Regions from separate parts of the Mus musculus genome. Here region 2 is linked to region 1. A link is a contact called in public Micro-C data. All regions are on one chromosome and are shown on one strand. Each heading gives the region's core, a stretch centred on a gene start, on an enhancer-like site or on the middle of the called end of the contact. The rest is flanking DNA. Distances are from core to core; before and after follow the strand shown.

Region 1 (4,342 bases), core at 1,237-3,736:
ACTTCAGGCACCTAAGATGCCACTGTTTGTCTACGGCCAGCAGATAGTACCTGTCGGAGATCTTGCCCCCGCAGCCGGCGCACAGAGCAGGCTTCTCCGGGCTGAGAGGGGGCATACCCTGTGAAACAAGCACAAGGCAAGGCTGAGGGTGGGTTCGGGGCGTTGCCGCACAACCCGGGACGTCCTGGCAGAACGGCAACCCCAGCGCAAAACAGCACACCATTACAAGGGCCACAGAAACATTTGCAACTTCCCCCCATTTTCAACATTCTGTTCCCCTTCCTAGCATCCTGATCCTCCTAGCCTTGTGACCCTAAAAAAAAATCTCAACATCTTGAGCTTGCTGAGAGCCTACAGGATGTTTTGATGGGCGGTCCAGAAGGAGAATAACTAAGGCTAAAAATGTGTAACTTTCAAATAATACACAAAATAAAATAACAAACTGTTATTGAGAACTAGAATTCTGAAGTACGTGAATCTTTTATACACAGACAATACTATAATTCCTTTTTTTTTAATTTATATAGGCAGAATAATTTGGCCGTCGTTGTGATTCGGACATACCTAACAGCTCTTGCTGTTAAGGCCGTCGCCCTAGCCCTATCCTTGGTGAGAAAGTGAAGTGCCTGTCCTGAAAGAAGAGCCCCATCCATTCTTTTCCGTACACTCGCTCTTTTCTCTAGCCAGCACAAACAGCACAGATAATTATCTTGAATTTTTGATTCCCAAACTAAGACCTAGTTCCCAAATGAGGCTAGCTAAGGCGGTAAAACTTATTCTGAGAAACACAGTTGGGATGTGGTTGCCGCTTTTAAAATAAAGTAGCCATTACAAGTAAAAAGTTCACCGCTGGACCCTTTCCTCAGACTAGCAGAAACAGTCCGGGCTTCCCTTATTACATTCTGGTGGGCATGGGAAGGATAAATTTCGTCCTTTACTCAGATATTGGATTCTCACTGAATTAATTATACAAATAGCGACAGTGGACTATTATCCCAAAACCTCGCTGTTCTTGTCTAGAGCCCTCTCGGGTCAGTTTGAGCTACAGTCCTTGCTGTTATACAGAGGGTCTACAAAGCACTCTTTGCCCGGAATCATCTCCGCAGACTTCTGTAGTTTTTTCCCCCTTTGGTGCGTGGAAGGGGGACATGTTTAGGTTACTAGTATTTTCACGAAGACATAATAACTGCTGTTACGAATAGGAACCGCAATAGTAGATTCCATCTCTTGAGGTTGTAGCGCTCATGTTCTTGCTTTTAGACTAGGGACCCGCTCCTTCGCATTTTATTTGATTTGATTTCCCACTATCCAATACACTGGTCCCATAAGGAAGAGAAACGCAATTTTTGTGACGACCAGAGCAGCTGAACTGTCCTGCAGAGCCCCTAACAATCTCTGGTTTCGGGTGCTGAGCTCCGAAGAATGGGAAAAGGACCAGAACGTTGAGGTCTACTCTGAAGGTCTTGTCTTCTATCCCAGGGCAAGGACGCCAGGCCGGTAAGTAGTCCCCCTATTAACTGCACCAAGGCTTGCCCTGGGGGCGGGCGGATCCGGCCTGGCGGCCAGGTCGCGGGAGACTGGAGTTTGTGGTTGGCAGGGAGCACGCCCGCTCCTTCCAAGGCCCGCTGCCCTGTCGGCTCGGGATCAGCTGCTATACAAAGACTGGAGAGCTCAGGACTACAACATCTTAGACACCTCGATTCGGAAAGGGAACCTTGCCTAGCAAGCACGCCTCTCGTGAAAACCTTGCGAACATCCCTAGGCAAAAGTCCCCGGGACCCGCCATCCCCAACCTGGGCGGACCGGGAGACTCGCTGTTTCCCGGGCGCCGCGCCCGGACTGGTCCTTACCGCGTCGCGGCCGTTGAGCTGAGTGCCTTTGGTCAGACGGGCCTCAGTCTTGGATCTGCGCTCCATCTCCTCCATGATACCTTGGATGTGGCCTCCGGAGATTCCGTGGAAGAGCATGGCTGGGGGGCGGAAAGGACACGAATTGTTTTCGGCTCGGCACCCCACTATTTCCATAAACACACGCCTGGGGCTCTCAGTTCATTCGAGTGAAGAAGCAAAAGCGACCGCACAGGGCTGCGCGATGCAGAAGCGTAGAGACGCGTTGGGGAACAGGGACAAGAGAGGAAAGAAGAAAACGACAGAGTAGAAATAGCTCTACTTGAGAGGGAAAAGACCGAGGCAAAAGAACGACGGGGAAGGGGGCGGGGGGGGGGGATATCCAGGGTTTTCCAGAAGGAGATGTGCAGAAAACAAACAAACGCGGACGGAGGGAAAAGCAGGCGATTCTAACTGCAGCGAGAGATCGAGTTACTAATGGAAAACAACTGCCGAGGGGGGTTGAAGTGGGGGGGAGGAAAACAAAATCTAAGGAAGAAAGAAAAATAGTTTTGAACACAAAGAAAGAGAACGAAGTGCTAGATTCAGCGGTCCCCGGCTGCCTGCAAGTTCCCAGTGCCTGTAGGTTGCGTTGGGGACTGCTCCAGCCGGAGCTGTGTCCAATTTGTTAAGAGACTAAAGCCAGCCCATTTTTGATAATTTAGTAGGAGGAGTCCTCTCCCTGGAGCTGCCACGGATTTTTATTCAGACAACAAAGACCTGTCATACCTCCTCTCAACCCCCTGGTGATGGGCAAGCAGGGACAAACATTACAAAGGGGTGGGGGACTGGGGGAAAGGCAGAAGGAGGGGGTCTTTACCCCCTCCCCACATGCGCGCCTGCACACACACACACACACACACACACACACACACCCTCAAGCATACATCTTTCCAAGAGTTCCCAACAGTCATGTTTTCAAAGCGGTAAAGGAGCCCTTATTGTCCGCATCCTGGATTTGATCCTAGTTTATCCGACCCCAGCCAGGAGTGCACAGAAGATCAGTTCCAAACCTTAAGTTTCCTTCTCATCTACAGACTTTTTTAAATCCCCGTTTTACAAGACTGTCACCAGAAATGTATAAAAACCCCACAGACTTTGAATCACTCCACGGAAACGGTACTTTTAATGTATGCTCCCTTGCTCCCCATCTCTTCTTAACTTACTTATTAAAAGCACTCTTCAGACAGTTGTCTGCTTGCCTAACCTCCCCGAGGGCAGGCGGTGCCACCAGGCTCTGAGACGTCCACCAAAGTGAAAAAGGGGCGTGGAGAGCCTACTTTTCTGAGTAATACTTTTGGAAATATATATATTTACTATATATATATATACATATATATAGTAAATTTTTCGAGTGTACAGGCCAGGACATGCTTTTGTAGACTGTATACTTAACAGAACCTTGACCGTGGAGCGGGTTACTCTTTTACCTAATTCTAGATTGAAGGTAAACTTGGAATTCTAGAGTCCCCTTTGGAATTTGTCACCGTGCACAGGTCTTGGGTGAGCTGGATGCCCGACTAGGGTAGGACGACGAGGCAATAGCCGCTAGTGTTCCACACACTTAGAAGGGTGTGAAAGAGGCTCTGGGTGGAGGCGGGGAAGTGAGAACTAACAGGCAGGATGGCAGACTGCTCCTCACAAGAGATGGTATTGTTCTGTCGCCCTCTGTTCTAGTTAGCTCGGCCCTTCCCCTCCCTCTGGACCCATTAAAACGTGTCCACAATACCGCAATACTCTGATATTGTGGATTCACTGAAACGACCACGGGGTGGGGGTGGGGGGAGTCCTAGGATCGTGATGCCAGGAGCAGCGACGGGAACTTAATCCGAAAGGGAAGAAAGCCTGGCCGCTCCCGCTCCTCTCTGCCTGCTCGCCAGTCTCGGCTTCACCACCACTTCTCGGGCTTGCGGGCGAGCATCGGGGCTTCTGTCTAGAAAGCTGGAGAAGCACCCCGCGGCACCGCCGCCTCCCTCCACCCAGGCGGCTCCACGTGGAACTTTAACCCAATCTGGAAGGAAGGCTGAGGAGAAGAAGCTGGGGAAAGGGGCTAGGGAAGGAAAGGAAGAAAGAAGAGAATAAAGGAACCGTGTGAATGAGAGGGGGACTTAGGAAGAAGAGAGCGAAGGACGTGAAAGTGGAAGGAAGAGTCGGAGAAGAAATGAAGAGGAGGAAACGACTCCCAGTGCTGCAGCCTAACTTCCTGTCCCAAAGCTTCACTTTCTGGGGCTCCTGGGGTCGCTTCTTCCTGAAACTCAAGTCTCCACTATTTCCCCACCTTTTCCCCTTTCTGGGTCAAAATAAAGTTATTTGCAGAGTGGGCGCTTTTAGGGTCCTCTGGGTGCCAGAATACAGCTCATAAAACACAATTTCACACAAAAAAAATGAAGCCAATCAAGTGAACTAAGCTGGAGAAGTCCCCCCTCCCCATTTTGGCAGCCCTACCTGACAGCAGG
Region 2 (4,342 bases), core at 1,118-3,617, about 17 Mb after region 1:
TAAGCCCTCCCTACCATCAGGAAAGAGGAGATTAATGTAAATTGAGAGAAGGAACCATTCCAAACTTGTCCCCCAGTCACAGGGTAAAGCTGGTGGGTAGATATGCTTGTGAGGGGAAGGAGAAAGACTCGTGAACTCTTCCAGGATTGGACCCTTCGGTCTTGACTGGTGCCTCCTCCAACCTACCTCCTCTTTCTTCCACAGAACCCAAGAAAGACAAAAGGAAAGGCTGATGCCCTTTCTTGGTTGGCTTTGCCCTTGGGAACCACTCGAGTAAGTGGGCTCTCTCTTTCCCTCCCTCCCTCAAACCCTCCCTCACTCCTTTTCTCCCTCTCTGCCCAGAGTTTTCTTCGCCTCCTTAAGTTTTCTGCAGTATGGGTCCAGACTCAGCCTTTGGAGACATGTATGAAGCTAAAATGATTTCCATGTCTTTTTAGCAAAGCGAGTTCCTGACATTCAGTATCCCTGAGCAAAAGACACAAAAATCAAGACAATGTGAATTTTGTATATGACAAAAAAAAAAAAAAAGTACCGTCAGAGGAGAGTCCAGAATCCGGACAGGACATCTGTGGAGGAAGTCATTAGAATACAGGTACTTAAGGAGGATTGAGTCAGACCCCCACATCCTTTATCCATTCACAGACCGCCCTTATGAGTGCAGCATAGCTACAAGTAGTTTAAGAACGTGGGTACCTTAGAAAGGGTTTGCTTTTCTGTTTGTTTAGGAGATGAGAATCAACAAGCTGTTGGAAGCAATTACCAACACTGCTTACAGAATACGCTGACAGTCAATTCTCCAAGGCGCAGCGAACTTTGCAACTGTTCGCCAACAGGCGACACAAGAACTGTAGGCTACAGCGGAGGAACAATCTAAAACAGGCTCAAATGAAGCTATCTCTTCCATTTTTCTCTCAAAAACTTTACAATAAATCTCAAGACATTGGCTGGACAGCCCGCCCTGAGATTTGTGTTACAGAACCCCTGCGATGGAGAGGCAGGGCGCAGGAGGGCGCGCTGCTGCGCCGGGGATCGTAGGTAGTCTCCATCCCTGGGTGAGCCTGCTCTTACTTACAATAAACTCCTACCGCATCACTAAAGCAGTCGTAAGCGGAAGTGTAGTCTCTTGGCAAGCCCATCGAGGGAACCCTTCATCTCTCTAGGGTACCCAGGGGCACCTAGCCCAGTGCAGCCGTTTGTAAACCCAGACTTAACCAGGAGCCCGCAAGCGCGCGCTAAGCCTGAGAACCTGTTCGGGTCTCTGCACAGATTGCTTCTATCTGTTCAGGAGTCGGAAACACAGACAGATTCCCACCCGGAAAATCTCTGCCGTGTGTGCACATCCGTACAAACCAGAAACCTGGGGTGAGAGACCTGCCGTAACTAATTGCAGGCTCTGGAAGAAATTGAGAGAGCTAGCAAAGTGCCCACACGTCTGAGTCTCTCTCCCTCTTCCAGCCCCGCGCCACTAAGATTGCCTACCCTCGCCTAAGCAAAGGCTGCACGCACAACTTCGTTCCAGAGCTTCTCGCCGCTGCATTCCTCGGCTAGCTGGAATGTGGCGAGTGCATTCGCTCACCCGGAGCAGTCTGCTGGCGGCAACACAGGCGGCGGGTGCCCCGGGCAGCAGTGACTGGGGACTCAATCAAGTGCTCGAACTGCCGAAACCAAGAGTGTGACAGGGGGCTTCTGTACAGCCCTGCGACCCGGGACGCGCTCTCCAACTTCCCGCCAGCTGGGGTAAAGTTGTACCAGCGGTTCTGCGAGCTTTGGCCATTGCCGCGAAAGGTAATCAATTGGGGGACCACTTTTGCCCTCGGGCCTGGCCTGTAGCTGGAAACCTCTGTTGTCCCCAAACAGCATCCTCCCTAGGGTTCTCATAAAAGCGACGGCCCAAAGATGCTACTTTCTATACCCTTGGGCCCTCCACGAACAGTATCCCGGAATCTTTCGAATTCGATCCCAAATTGCCAAGAGTCAAGCCCTTCAAACACTGACTGGTAGTACCCCAGCTCTGTGACCGCCTCTGCACCCCGACCCCTCCCGGTCAGTGCCTTGAACGGCGCGTCCGGCCTCCCCGCACCCGCTGAGGCTGTTAGCTGTCTTGTTATCAAATTAAATTAGCGAGAAAGGAGGGTGTCTTACGTTGCATCGGCACACCGAGCATCTCCGGGAGCCCCTTGACAGCCCCCTCCGCGGGGACAGCCGCGCTCTGCATCATCTTGGAGCCAGAGGCAGCAAGTCGCAGTCTACCGAGATCTCTCGCTCTCTCCCTCTGGCTGGATTCGGAAATTTGAAAATAATAATAATAAAACCAACCAGGCCGCTGAAGTCACAGAGGAAACCGAGCCCTCCGCGTCTCCGGGAGGACTCCACAAGCTGGCTGGCCCCCTCCCCCGCCAGTCCTCAGGCTGTTTCAAATCCCTTTGATCTCGCTCTCCCGGGCTGGTGCACATCCCGGGTTGAGGAGACACTGTTGCTGCAGCTCTGGCTCCCCCCCTTCCCTTCCCCGCCCTCCTCTCCCCCTCCCCCTCCACCCTTCGCGTGCCGGCTGCCCTGGAGGCCGCGGTCACCCAGGCATTTTGATTCATTCACACTGCAGGAGCGGCCGTGACGTCGCTTTCCGCAGGGAAGCCCGCCCTCCAGCTAGTGCTGCCAACCGGGCAGCCCGCTGCAGACCCCCGGCTAGCCAGAGTAGGGGGCGAGAAGTAGGGGGGGTTCGGTAGCCCCGAATCTGGTCGGAGGTGCGGGAGGGCGGGGCCGCCTGATAGGGGGCGGGGCCTGCAGCCCCTCCCCCACCCTGCCGTGCGGGCTCGCGCCCCGGTATAAATACTGCGGCGGGCTGGGCCGCGGCAGCAGGTGGTCCCGGAGCGCAGGGACCACGCAGAGCTGGTTTCTGCCAGCTTTGGGGATTCCCCGCTCGCCCCCAGCATCGGTCCTCTAGGATCAAGGAGGGGGCGCGGTGGGCCAGGACCCAGCGGACCCTGGGTTGGCGCTCCGAGTTCAGAGCTTCTCCAGCCCACGGAGCGTGTTCTGTAACTGGATGATTCCATCCATCCTCCACTTGTTTTTTTTTTTTTTTTCCTGGCCAGTTCCTTTCCGGCCGGTACTAACCAGACCCTACTCTCTCTCCCCCGCGTCTGGCTGAGGCAGGGCCAGGGACAGCTCGTACTCGGCCGGGAACGCGCGAGTCACGCAGTGGGCCGCCACGGAGCCGGATGGAGGCAGGCGGCCTGGGCCGCGCACGAAGGTGGCCGGGCGCGGGTCTTCGTGCGCGCCCACACTCGCCTCGGCCTTCCGCCACAGTCGGCACTCTCACCACCCGAGGTCCAGTCCTAGTCCCACGCCTCCCAGCCGCCCGCCCTCCCAACTGGGTCTCCAGCCGGCGTCCACCCAGATCCGCCCTCTCTGGCTCCTGGAGACTGCTCGGCCGAACCGGCTGCCACTGCGGGCACTTTGAACGATCCCTGGCCGCGTGTGTACTGGGCGGAGGCGTGCACCGGGCCCCCGGGGCTGACCAGCAAAGGGCGTGCATTGCTGTTGTGTTTAACACACACACAGAGACTCACACACAGACACAAACGCGCGCGTAGAAAACTCATTCTTCCCATTCTCATTCCTGGAGGCAATAAAGCAAAGATCAATGCTGGGACGAAGTCGCTAGCACTTTTTCAAACACTCGACGCCTCCTGACCACCGGCTCTAGAAACCTACCGGGTCAGCCCTGGGCCCAGCCACAGCCACCTCGGACACTACCATTCCTAATTTAATTGCCGACTTCAAGTCAGATGGGTCTTTACAACCAAATGGGACCCTGCGCTGAGAAGTTTTGTTTTTGTTTTTACTCCTGGTGTTTTAGGGTTGGTGATGGAGGAGGATGGACAGTAAGAGGGGTGGCTGTGTGTGCTACTTAGGATCTGTGTCCAATGAGGTCACAGCAATTTCTATGGGTCCTAGCACTAACGAGGGTCCTGTCTTGCTGTTTACTGAGCTGTCTACACAAATTGAGAAAATACGGTGGAAATGCTAATTTCATTAGCAACCAAACACACAAGAAAAAAACCAACCAAACAAACCAGTGTAGCCCCAACCGTTTGTTTATTGGTTTGTTCCTACAACCTGGGAGGAAATAGGATTTCAGTTGGTAAGGATGTTTATAAATGGTTCTCTCTCAGGCATTGCTGTTGTCTTTATAAACTCTTAATATCCATTTGGGAAGATATTTGAGGAAATTTATCCAAACCATAAAATTTTCCTATATTTTAGTTCATGTAATTCCATTTTGAGTGTTCAATACACACAAAAGTAACCTAGAATATTTTTTAAAGATTCATGCATGAAGATC

The links. A called contact is a pair of places that touch in the nucleus more often than the background predicts.
Region 2: a contact with region 1 is called in a Micro-C map of embryonic stem cells, with 25 times the contacts expected there. The contact joins the promoter of Lhx4 here to the promoter of Lhx9 in region 1. A contact is called at or near these places in 1 of 39 promoter capture datasets (cranial neural crest) and 4 of 484 Hi-C or Micro-C datasets (all in embryonic stem cells).

The regions. Positions count from the first base shown.
Region 1 is chr1:138,839,958-138,844,299 of GRCm38.p6, forward strand. Lhx9 (LIM homeobox protein 9) reads right to left here and starts at 2,487. Exons shown (of 5, transcript NM_001042577.1): 1 at 1,851-2,487; 2 at 1-118. The coding sequence starts at 2,024.
Region 2 is chr1:155,739,660-155,744,001 of GRCm38.p6, forward strand. Lhx4 (LIM homeobox protein 4) reads right to left here and starts at 2,368. Exons shown (of 6, transcript NM_010712.2): 1 at 2,143-2,368. The coding sequence starts at 2,218.